3 separate regions of the Sus scrofa genome follow, and regions 1 and 2 are each linked to region 3. A link is a contact called in public Hi-C data. All regions are on one chromosome and are shown on one strand. Each heading gives the region's core, a stretch centred on a gene start, on an enhancer-like site or on the middle of the called end of the contact. The rest is flanking DNA. Distances are from core to core; before and after follow the strand shown.

The links. Hi-C and Micro-C count contacts between places; a contact is called where the count stands out from the background.
Region 1: a contact with region 3 is called in a Hi-C map of skeletal muscle, with 3 times the contacts expected there. The contact joins the enhancer-like site here to the promoter of FBN1 in region 3. A contact is called at or near these places in 8 of 47 Hi-C or Micro-C datasets (embryonic fibroblasts, fetal heart ventricle, fibroblasts and 4 more) and 1 of 2 datasets of contacts at active chromatin or transcription factors (skeletal muscle).
Region 2: a contact with region 3 is called in a Hi-C map of embryonic fibroblasts, with 3 times the contacts expected there. The contact joins the promoter of DUT here to the promoter of FBN1 in region 3. A contact is called at or near these places in 6 of 47 Hi-C or Micro-C datasets (embryonic fibroblasts, fibroblasts, heart right ventricle and 3 more) and 1 of 2 datasets of contacts at active chromatin or transcription factors (skeletal muscle).

The regions. Positions count from the first base shown.
Region 1 is chr1:123,427,774-123,430,493 of Sscrofa11.1, reverse strand. No RefSeq gene overlaps it. Among named protein-coding and RNA genes, the nearest start is that of DUT, 33 kb to the left of the region's middle. Within about 2 kb of position 1,298, at least 5 of the 83 cell types and tissues checked have an H3K27ac peak or open chromatin away from gene starts, as enhancers often do. A contact at or near this core is called in skeletal muscle, where this site is marked.
Region 2 is chr1:123,460,915-123,463,614 of Sscrofa11.1, reverse strand. DUT (deoxyuridine 5'-triphosphate nucleotidohydrolase, mitochondrial) reads left to right here and starts at 1,348. Exons shown (of 7, transcript XM_003353371.4): 1 at 1,348-1,486; 2 at 2,521-2,659. The coding sequence starts at 1,462. LOC102161909 (a long non-coding RNA gene) reads right to left here and starts at 2,303. Exons shown (of 11, transcript XR_002345000.1): 1 at 2,023-2,303.
Region 3 is chr1:123,100,739-123,103,597 of Sscrofa11.1, reverse strand. It overlaps FBN1 (fibrillin 1), which reads right to left and starts at 1,587. Exons shown (of 65, transcript NM_001001771.1): 1 at 596-1,587. The coding sequence starts at 759.

The sequences.
Region 1 (2,720 bases), core at 49-2,548, 330 kb before region 3:
ATGCATAAACTGTTTCTGTTTCTTGGAGTCTACTTTCCTTCCCATGAAACATCTACTTATTCTTTGCCTCCCCTATGAAGCATTCTTTGACTTCTTCAGATCAAAGTAGCTCTCTTCCTATGTGTTCACATAGCACTTAATATACCTGCATAAAATAATTTCAGGGAGTTCCTGTTGTGGTGCAATGGAAATGAATCTGACTAGTATCCATAAGGATATGTGTTCAATCCCCGGCCTTGCTCATTGGTTTGGGGATTTGATGTTGCCATGAGCTGTGGTGTAGGTCGCAGATGCGGCTTAGATCCAGTGTTGCTGTGGCTGTGGTGTAGGTCGGCAGCTGTAGCTCCGATTGGATCCCTAGCCTGGGAACTTCCATATGCTGCAGGTGTGGCCCTAAAAAATAATTTTTTTCCCCCAATCCTACAGAATTTGGACGTAGAATTTAGATGTTGCATTTCCCAGGCCCACAATGGAGGCCTGCTGCACATAACATCAGATCCCAAGGGCTAAGGTTTTGTCTTCTTTGAATTTTCTAGCTCTTGGCAAAAGGACTTTCATATCTCAGACATATGTATCTCAGCATATATGTGACTAAGGAATGAATGAGGAAAAGATAATGCAAGACCTCTTGGGTGTTGTAAAACAAGGGTACCAAAGTGCAAATCCTTTACCTGGCAGTCAGGATTTCCAGGTCCTGATTTTTACCTGACATGGGCAGTATATAATAATCTAGCATAACTCACTCCTGTCTTTCCACTCTCAAATGTGCATACTTACAGAGTAGGGATATCTCTCAGAATGTCATCACATTTTGGAGAGGGGTTAAAAAAATGCTTTGAGTCTTGAGACAGCTATTATAAAGTCAGGAGCACCTCTGTTTCAAATGCTGCAGCTGAGTTGATTTTTAATTATTCTAAATAAGGTTTTTCCTTCCAATACCTGGAAAGCAAGGGCACCCTCACTGGTGAACGTCCGACACTATAAACAATCCTCCACCAGGGCTGTGCTGTTCTCATTGGCAGTTTCCTCCTTGGGTAAATTGTACCAAGGCTTTTCACAAGATGCACTCTCTTAGCCTAATCTTGTTTGCTCAATCCTGACCTCAGATGAGGCTATGCACAAGTCCCACCCTACAGCTGTCTTTCTCAGTAATCAGGTTTTAGGCCAGAATTTGTTTTGTAAAAGATCCAGCTGTTTGGAAAATCCCAACAATTGCAAACACTTAGTGGAATAGAATCCGCAACCTTTTGCTGCTGAGACTTTCAGGTGGGAAAACCTGCTGAAGATCAGTCCCTCTCAGAGCCCTTCATCTTTGCACCAGGAAGCCTCTCTGACTGCTGCCTGACTGCAGAGCCGGGGCGGGGGGGATAAACATGTTTTTCCTTCAGTCTTCCTTTAAAGAATCAGCTCTGGAGCCAGCCAGACAAGGGGTTTTTGCTCTTTTTTTGCTTTCTAACATTGGCAGGTTAACTATTTTGAATTGTTTGCACTCTGTGAAATAGGACTGGTTGTGAGAATCAAATAAGATTGTATAAAGCCACTAGCTCATAGTAGGTATCTCCTTCTGGCATTTTTCCTTTTAAAAAGAATGTCAGAGTTCTCTCTAGTTCTTTTCTTTAACCATTTGCTCTTTTTAAACATTTCAGGTAGTTCCCTAGCAGTTAAGGATCTGGTATTGTCACTGCTGTGGCTCAGGTCACCACTCTGTTACAGATTTGTTCCCTGGCCTGGAAAATTTTGTGTGGTGTGGCAAAAAAAAAAGAAAAAAAAAGAAAACTGGAGAGTATTTGGAGTTCCTGTTGTGGCTGGGGATGTTAAGAACCCAACATAGTGTCCATGAAGATGAGTTTTGATTCCTGGTCTCACTCAGTGGGTTAAGGATCTGTCATTGTCCCATGCTGGGGTGGAGGTCACAGATGTATCTTGGATCTGGTGCTGCTGTGGCTGTGGCATAGAGTTTTGGCTGCAACTCTGATTCGACCCCTAGCCTGGGAATTTCCATATGCTTCAGGTATGGCCCTAAAAAGAAAAAAAAATTATGTCTTTTCCTATTCTATTCATGATGTTGTCTTTTTTCATTCTTCCTTTTTTTTTAATTGTGATGTACATTTTTTAGCATAAATGTCACTTTAAAATTTTAAACTGAAAATTTTGTCTAGTTTGTGATTATTTCCTTCTTCTTTTAAGCTAATATTTCCTTTCTTCTTTTGGGCACTTTGTATTTCTCTTGGTTTGGTGTCTTTAAAGGAAATCCCAGATAGAACTAGAGAGACTTTTTTCAGGCAATCATCTTTATGGTGGGAAGGAACAGCAAGGCAAGCCCACTTTTGGAAGGGAAGTTGTTGGGAGTGATGGTAGGGAGTGTGATGGTTAGGAAACCAAGCAGGGTCACAGGGATGCAAAAACAAGAAATGAAGCACCACAAGAACTCTTGGGACCCAGAATGTTGCTGGGAACCAAAACCATTCTTTTTAGTAGTAGTCTTCCCTCCCCGCTACCCTTCCCTTTTTCTGTATCTGTTCTGTTCTCTTCTCATTCAGCATGTCCCATGGTGGCCATCCCAGCCCTCTGTCTACATGAGCTTTCTACAGCTCAGTTTCCCAAACATTTCAGGAAAGGAATCTAACTGCATCAGCTCCTCTTTCTCACCAGACCATATGTCACTGGCCTTCGTATGGTTGCGCTACCCTTATTCAGAGTAACATTCTGATCCAAATGGA
Region 2 (2,700 bases), core at 99-2,598, 360 kb before region 3:
AAACAAAACAAAATTAAAGGAATGTACTGAAAAATCAGAACACTATGAGAAGTGATCATATGCAGGGTTCTGATGGAATAGGCAATGAGATTCCTTATCATTCATTCATATAACAAATAGTTATCAAGTAACATTCTGAGCCAGCCATTGTGCTGGGCTCCAGGAATACATTTGATCCCTGCCCTCACAGACCTTATGTCTACTAGAGTAAATAGACAACAAACATGAAAAAAAAAAATGTGTAAAAGAAATACAGATTGTAGTAATAAGTGTTGCAAATAGAAAAACAAAAAACAAAAAACAGAAAAAAAAAAATTGCTCTGATAGAAAATGGTGATGAGGGGCAGACTGTGCAGCTACTTAAGTTTGTCAGGAAGGCCTTCCTGAGATGAGTGAGACTGGAAACACATGGAGCATAAACTGCAAAAGGATGTGTAGATTCCCAGGCAGGAAAGTCTGGTAGGTCTAGAAATTGTTAGCACCCACTGGGCCAGCAGTACCAAAGGTGAGCCAGATGATGACTGCAGAGGAGATTGAAGAAGAGGGCCCAGATCATGCTGCTACAGGAATAAATTTGGGGAGTCCTCAGGGTACAAATATTTAATGCCATGGGAGAAGATTGTAAATAGAATATAACCTATAACTTAAGAGAATTCGAACATTTAAGGAGAGACTAAAAAGGTGGGGCCCGTAAGGAAAGGCACAGCAAGGTAGTTTGAAAACTTGTGCAACAATACCCTAATTTTTTTTTTTAAATGGGGGCACCCACAACATATGCAAATTCCCAGGCTAGGGACTGAATCAAAACTGCAGCTTTAATCCACTGTGGCTGAACGACTGGCCCAGGATGGAACCCATGCCTCTGCAGGACCCTAGCCAGTTGCAATTGGATTCTTAATCCACTGTGGCTGAACGACTGGCCCAGGATGGAACCCATGCCTCTGCAGGACTCCAGTCAGTTGCAGTCGGATTCTTAACACACTGTGCTACAGCGGGAACTCCCACCCTACCATTTCATGTCATTTTCTAAAACTGCCCCATAGTTTGTATTTCTTTTAACAAAATGCATTACAACTGTGTTTTGAGATTTTAGCGTCAGTTCCAGAAATGAGTGAAGATACCCGTACTCTAGAAAAATCAATTTACAATTACCTGAAAAGTTATTTACCCAACCCCATTTTAAGTTATAGCAGTGTGGCCCAGGATCTTTGTGCGAATCACAGAATCACAGCCACGGGGTCCTCCCCTGAGCTCCTGCGGGGTCATCCGAGAGTGCTAGGGTTTCAAGTGAGAGGTCCCCTCTGAGACTGAACAACACACCATCTTGCACTTTCAGAGGAAGGAAATCAGACACACTGCCTTGCCCACCACCTAGGGCGCAGCACTGAGCACAGACCGTCTCCCGCATCGTGATGCGGTCACGATATTTTGGACGCTCCCGAGATTAAAACCTGGAGAGTCATGGCTGCGGGAGGCAACGCCCCAGGTAAATTGACAAAATGCGGGGTCTGGGGCTCAGAAATGTGGAAAAGGAGAGTCGAGAGAAGGAGAGAGAGGCAGTCGGAGGCGGCAGCGAGATTCAGGACGCCGAGTGCGCCGTTTTCTGGGAAGACCTGGGCCTACGCCTGCCCGAGGGCTGTCGAAGCGCCGCCTCCGTGCACCCCTCGTCAGACCGCACGGTTACTGCTTCCGAGGTCATCTGACTGAGACGCGGCTTTTGGGGGCAGACCCGCCGTGCGCCGGCAGGAGCGGAGCCAACTCTCCGCCCAAATCCCAGGCAAATGACTTCCCTGTGCCTTCGCCCAATGCTCGGCTACCATTTCCTTCCGTCTTGGCCTCGCTTGGTGTTTAACCGCGCGCGCACCACAAGGCCGGGGGCTGAGGCGGCCGGGCTCTCCGGGCCAGCCTCTCCCCTGGACCCCGCCCCGCCGGGAGTTCTGCAGCTCCCGCTGTCCAGCACCCGCAGTCTCAGCCGAGGTTGCCGCGGCGCCAGTAATGTCCGGGCCCAGTCTGGAAGGATACGTTTTCCAAGGCGTAGCGGGGGTTGGGAGCCTGGCCAGCGACCCCCGCGCCCGCCCGGGCCGCAGACGAGGCGGGACCAAATAGCGCTCCGGATTTCCGCGGTGGGGGAAGTGGGAGGGCGCGCAACCCCAGTGGTGCGAGAGCGAACCATTCGAGTCCCCCCTTGGAGGAGGGGAGGGGTTTTCTATTGGGGGATGGGGGTGAGGCCGCCGAAGCTGCAGCTTACGTTGAATTCATGCATTGAGTTTGGAGAGCTTTAATAGGTTCAGTATTTTTCTTTCCCAAATCTCTTTTCCAAGAAGGATTTCTAGCCCCAAATTTGAGGCCAGCCTCCCTTTTTAAGCAGAACTGTGGGCTCGTCCGGAGGGGGGAATAGGGCGGGGCGGGAAGTTGTTGGCGGGAAATTTAGAATTTGTGTGCGGGGCTCATCCTGCTCTGTCTTGTTCCCCCTGCTCCCTCTTGTGCTCACGTTCTCCCCTGCCATGCCCTGCTCTCAAGAGACACAAGTCATCTCCCCCAGCAAGCGGGCCCGGCCTGCGGAGGAAAGCCGCAAGCGACTCCGCTTTGCCCGGCTCTCAGAGCACGCCACTGCCCCAACCAAAGGGTCTGAGCGCGCCGCGGGATATGACCTGTATAGGTGAGTGGGAACCCCGACCGCCCTTCCCCCACCCTCTCCTA
Region 3 (2,859 bases), core at 338-2,837:
GGCCCCAGGGCAGCATTACTGCCCAGGTGAAATTAAGAGCTTTTTACAACCCCAAAACAAGTTCTCAGAAACACTTGCCCTGCTCTGCTTCCAGCATAGATATCTGAAGGAAAAAATCAGTTCCCAATTTTAATAAGCATAACTTAGAAGAGAGCCAACTATTAATTATGTGTCTTCTCTGCCTTCTCTGACTGTCCTTAAATCCCTTTCTCTCCTTGCTCGCTTATAAACAGAGCATCTACAAAGATGCCCACAAGGCAAGTACTCTCCCTACACACAACCGGAATTGGTATGAAGGGAAAGGATGGGCTGCTCCTCTTCTCAGTCGCAGCTCCTCCCCCTTCTTCCTCAAAGAACCCTCTGGCCTCCCAAAATCTGCCTCGACAATGGCCCAAGATTCTTTTTAGCCGTGACCTATCTTCTGTGGCAGAAATCCCTAAAGAGTGGAAGCAAGGCGGTTTAGTTGCGAGGACGGGTAACCCTTGCATCTCTAGGATGACCCCAGGAGGTCTTGTCAAGGAGGCTTATACTTAGATCCTGATACTCAGGAGAGAGAGGGGACACCCACACCAAAGGAGCTGGCCCTTTCCATTACCCTTTAAGCGCGTCGTGTCCTCCGCCACCTCTTCTCTTGGCCCGACTGGCTCTGGTTTCCTTCCCATTCCCAGCCTCCAAATTGGCGTCTGCCCCATGGCTCGTGTAGGACGCTAAGAGCACGGTAAATCCCAGGGCGACCTCCAGCAGCCTCCCTCGCCGCATGATGCCGAGAGGCCACCGGCTCCTGCCGCCTCTAGCCGCGTCCCGGGCTCGGTCCGCGGCCGCCGCTGCGCCCTGGAGCGCGCCGCGCCGCCGGGGTCCCGCTCTCCCGCCGCCGTCCCCCGGGCCGGGCTCCTCCCGCCTTCTCCAGGCGCTGCTCCCACTTCAGGCGGCCCCTGCCAGCTGCAACAGACAAATCGCCGAGGCGGGGGAGACATTCATATTCGGGGCATCAGGATGCTGAAGCCACAGGGTCCCCATTCCCGAGCCCAACCCGCGCGCCGCCTGCGCGTGGCGCAGTTACTTTGGGTAAGTGAAGACCGTTTGGTCTACAGCTGGCTGAAAAGCCCAGGCCCCCGGCGGCAGCAGCTCCAGCCAACCCCTCGGCCTCCCGGGCGCCGCCTGAAGAGAAAGCCGCAAAGTCCCCATGTTCCGAGCTGCTCTAAACCCCGAGGCGAGCTCGCTGGGTTTATTTTTCACTGGCACGAATTGCGCACGATGCGCGCTCTGACGCCCCAGCTCCCCAGCCTGTCCTCTCCGCCAAGCCGCCGGGCTGGAAGCCCGCCGCGCCATCCGCGGCCGGCTCCGGGGGCTGCCACCGCCCCCCGAGCATCTGACGCCAAGCCCGGCACCGGGAGCCCCGGGCCAGGAAGCTGTCAGGCAGGGGAGGGCCAGCGCCAGCTCTGGAAGTTCCGAGACAGCCCCTCACCCCAGTCCCTGTCCCTGCCCTTAGCGCGGCGCAAACGCAAAAGCCTCCGTGGCTAGAGATCCAGCCCCGGTGGCCGCCCGACCCCTATCGGGACCCCGGCTGCACCCACTGGAGAAGCGGCGGCTCCGGCTCCTGAGGCGGCGGCGGCTGTTCCTCGGTCCTGGCCGCGGCAGCCGCTGCCCTGCTCCGCCCGCAGCTGTCCCAGCTGTAGCCGCCTTTCCGCCTGTGGCACCCACAGTCTCTGCCGCGGCTCCCGCGGCCCCCTCCTTTCCCCACCTCTTCAAGTATCGTCTGCGCAGCGGTTTCTCGCGAGAGAAATACTTTTAAAAAAAAAAAGAAAAAGAAAATGACACCCCCTCCTACATCCCCCTCATCACCACCCCACCCCTCGGCCCCATCCATCCTCCCTTTCCACTCCCCTTTGCCAGCCACCGCCTCGGCGCGGGGGCCTCCCTCGCTCGAAGGATTAGCGCAATGGGAGGAGGCAGAGGTGATCGGGTCCTGCCTGGCCTGGGATTTTGCGTTTTGGGGTGAGGAGTTGAGGCAATGGGAAGAAGTGGAGTAGCGGTTTCGCCCGCTCTAGGGCTGGGAGATCTAGATCCGAGATTAGTCTCTCCCGTGATCTGGGAAGCCCTGCCAGCGCGGAAAGCTGTGCCACCTGCACCAAGAACGCGCGCTAGAAACTGTGGCTCCGGAGGCCCCAGCGGACCCTGCTGGAGAAGCGACGCGTCCAGGTTGCCCGTGTCTCCGCGCCGCGGCCTCACTGTGCCTCCCAGACACAGAGCGGAGGCCCAAGGCCTGGAGGCCGGGACAGGGCAGGTCGTGGGCCAGGGTGACCGCAGGGGCTGGGGTCTAGCGGCGGGGGTGGGGGCTCTGCCTTGGACACTGGCAACGAGACCCACTGGAGGCGAGGCTCATCTGAATTTCGGTTCAAGCACCCAGGCTGAACGCAAGATGATCGAAGAGTCTGAGTGGGATTCCAACCCAGAGGCCTGTGAATGTTAGCCTGGTATTTGGAGGGGGTGAAAGGATGGTCCTTTTGTCCAGCTCACATCTAAGACTTGGCTTCTCCTAGACGACCCTGTTTTACCTCCCCAAACATTACATTCATATTCTCATTTTCTCTCTCTCTCTCCCCCACTCTCCTCCCTCCCCCCCCCCCCACACACACTCACGCGCGCACACACACCTGGCTACCTCTCCAGGACAAGCTGGGCACAGTGACTTTAAGAATAGAATAATCATGGTATCCTTATATGGATAAGGCCCCGTGTTGCCTCCATTCTACAATGGTTTAGAAAGGCAGGAAATTGCACTCTGGGCCCTGGATGCTGGAACTGGAGACCCCCAGAAAATCCCCATGTAGTAGCCACCAGCTGTCAAGTCAGAAATAA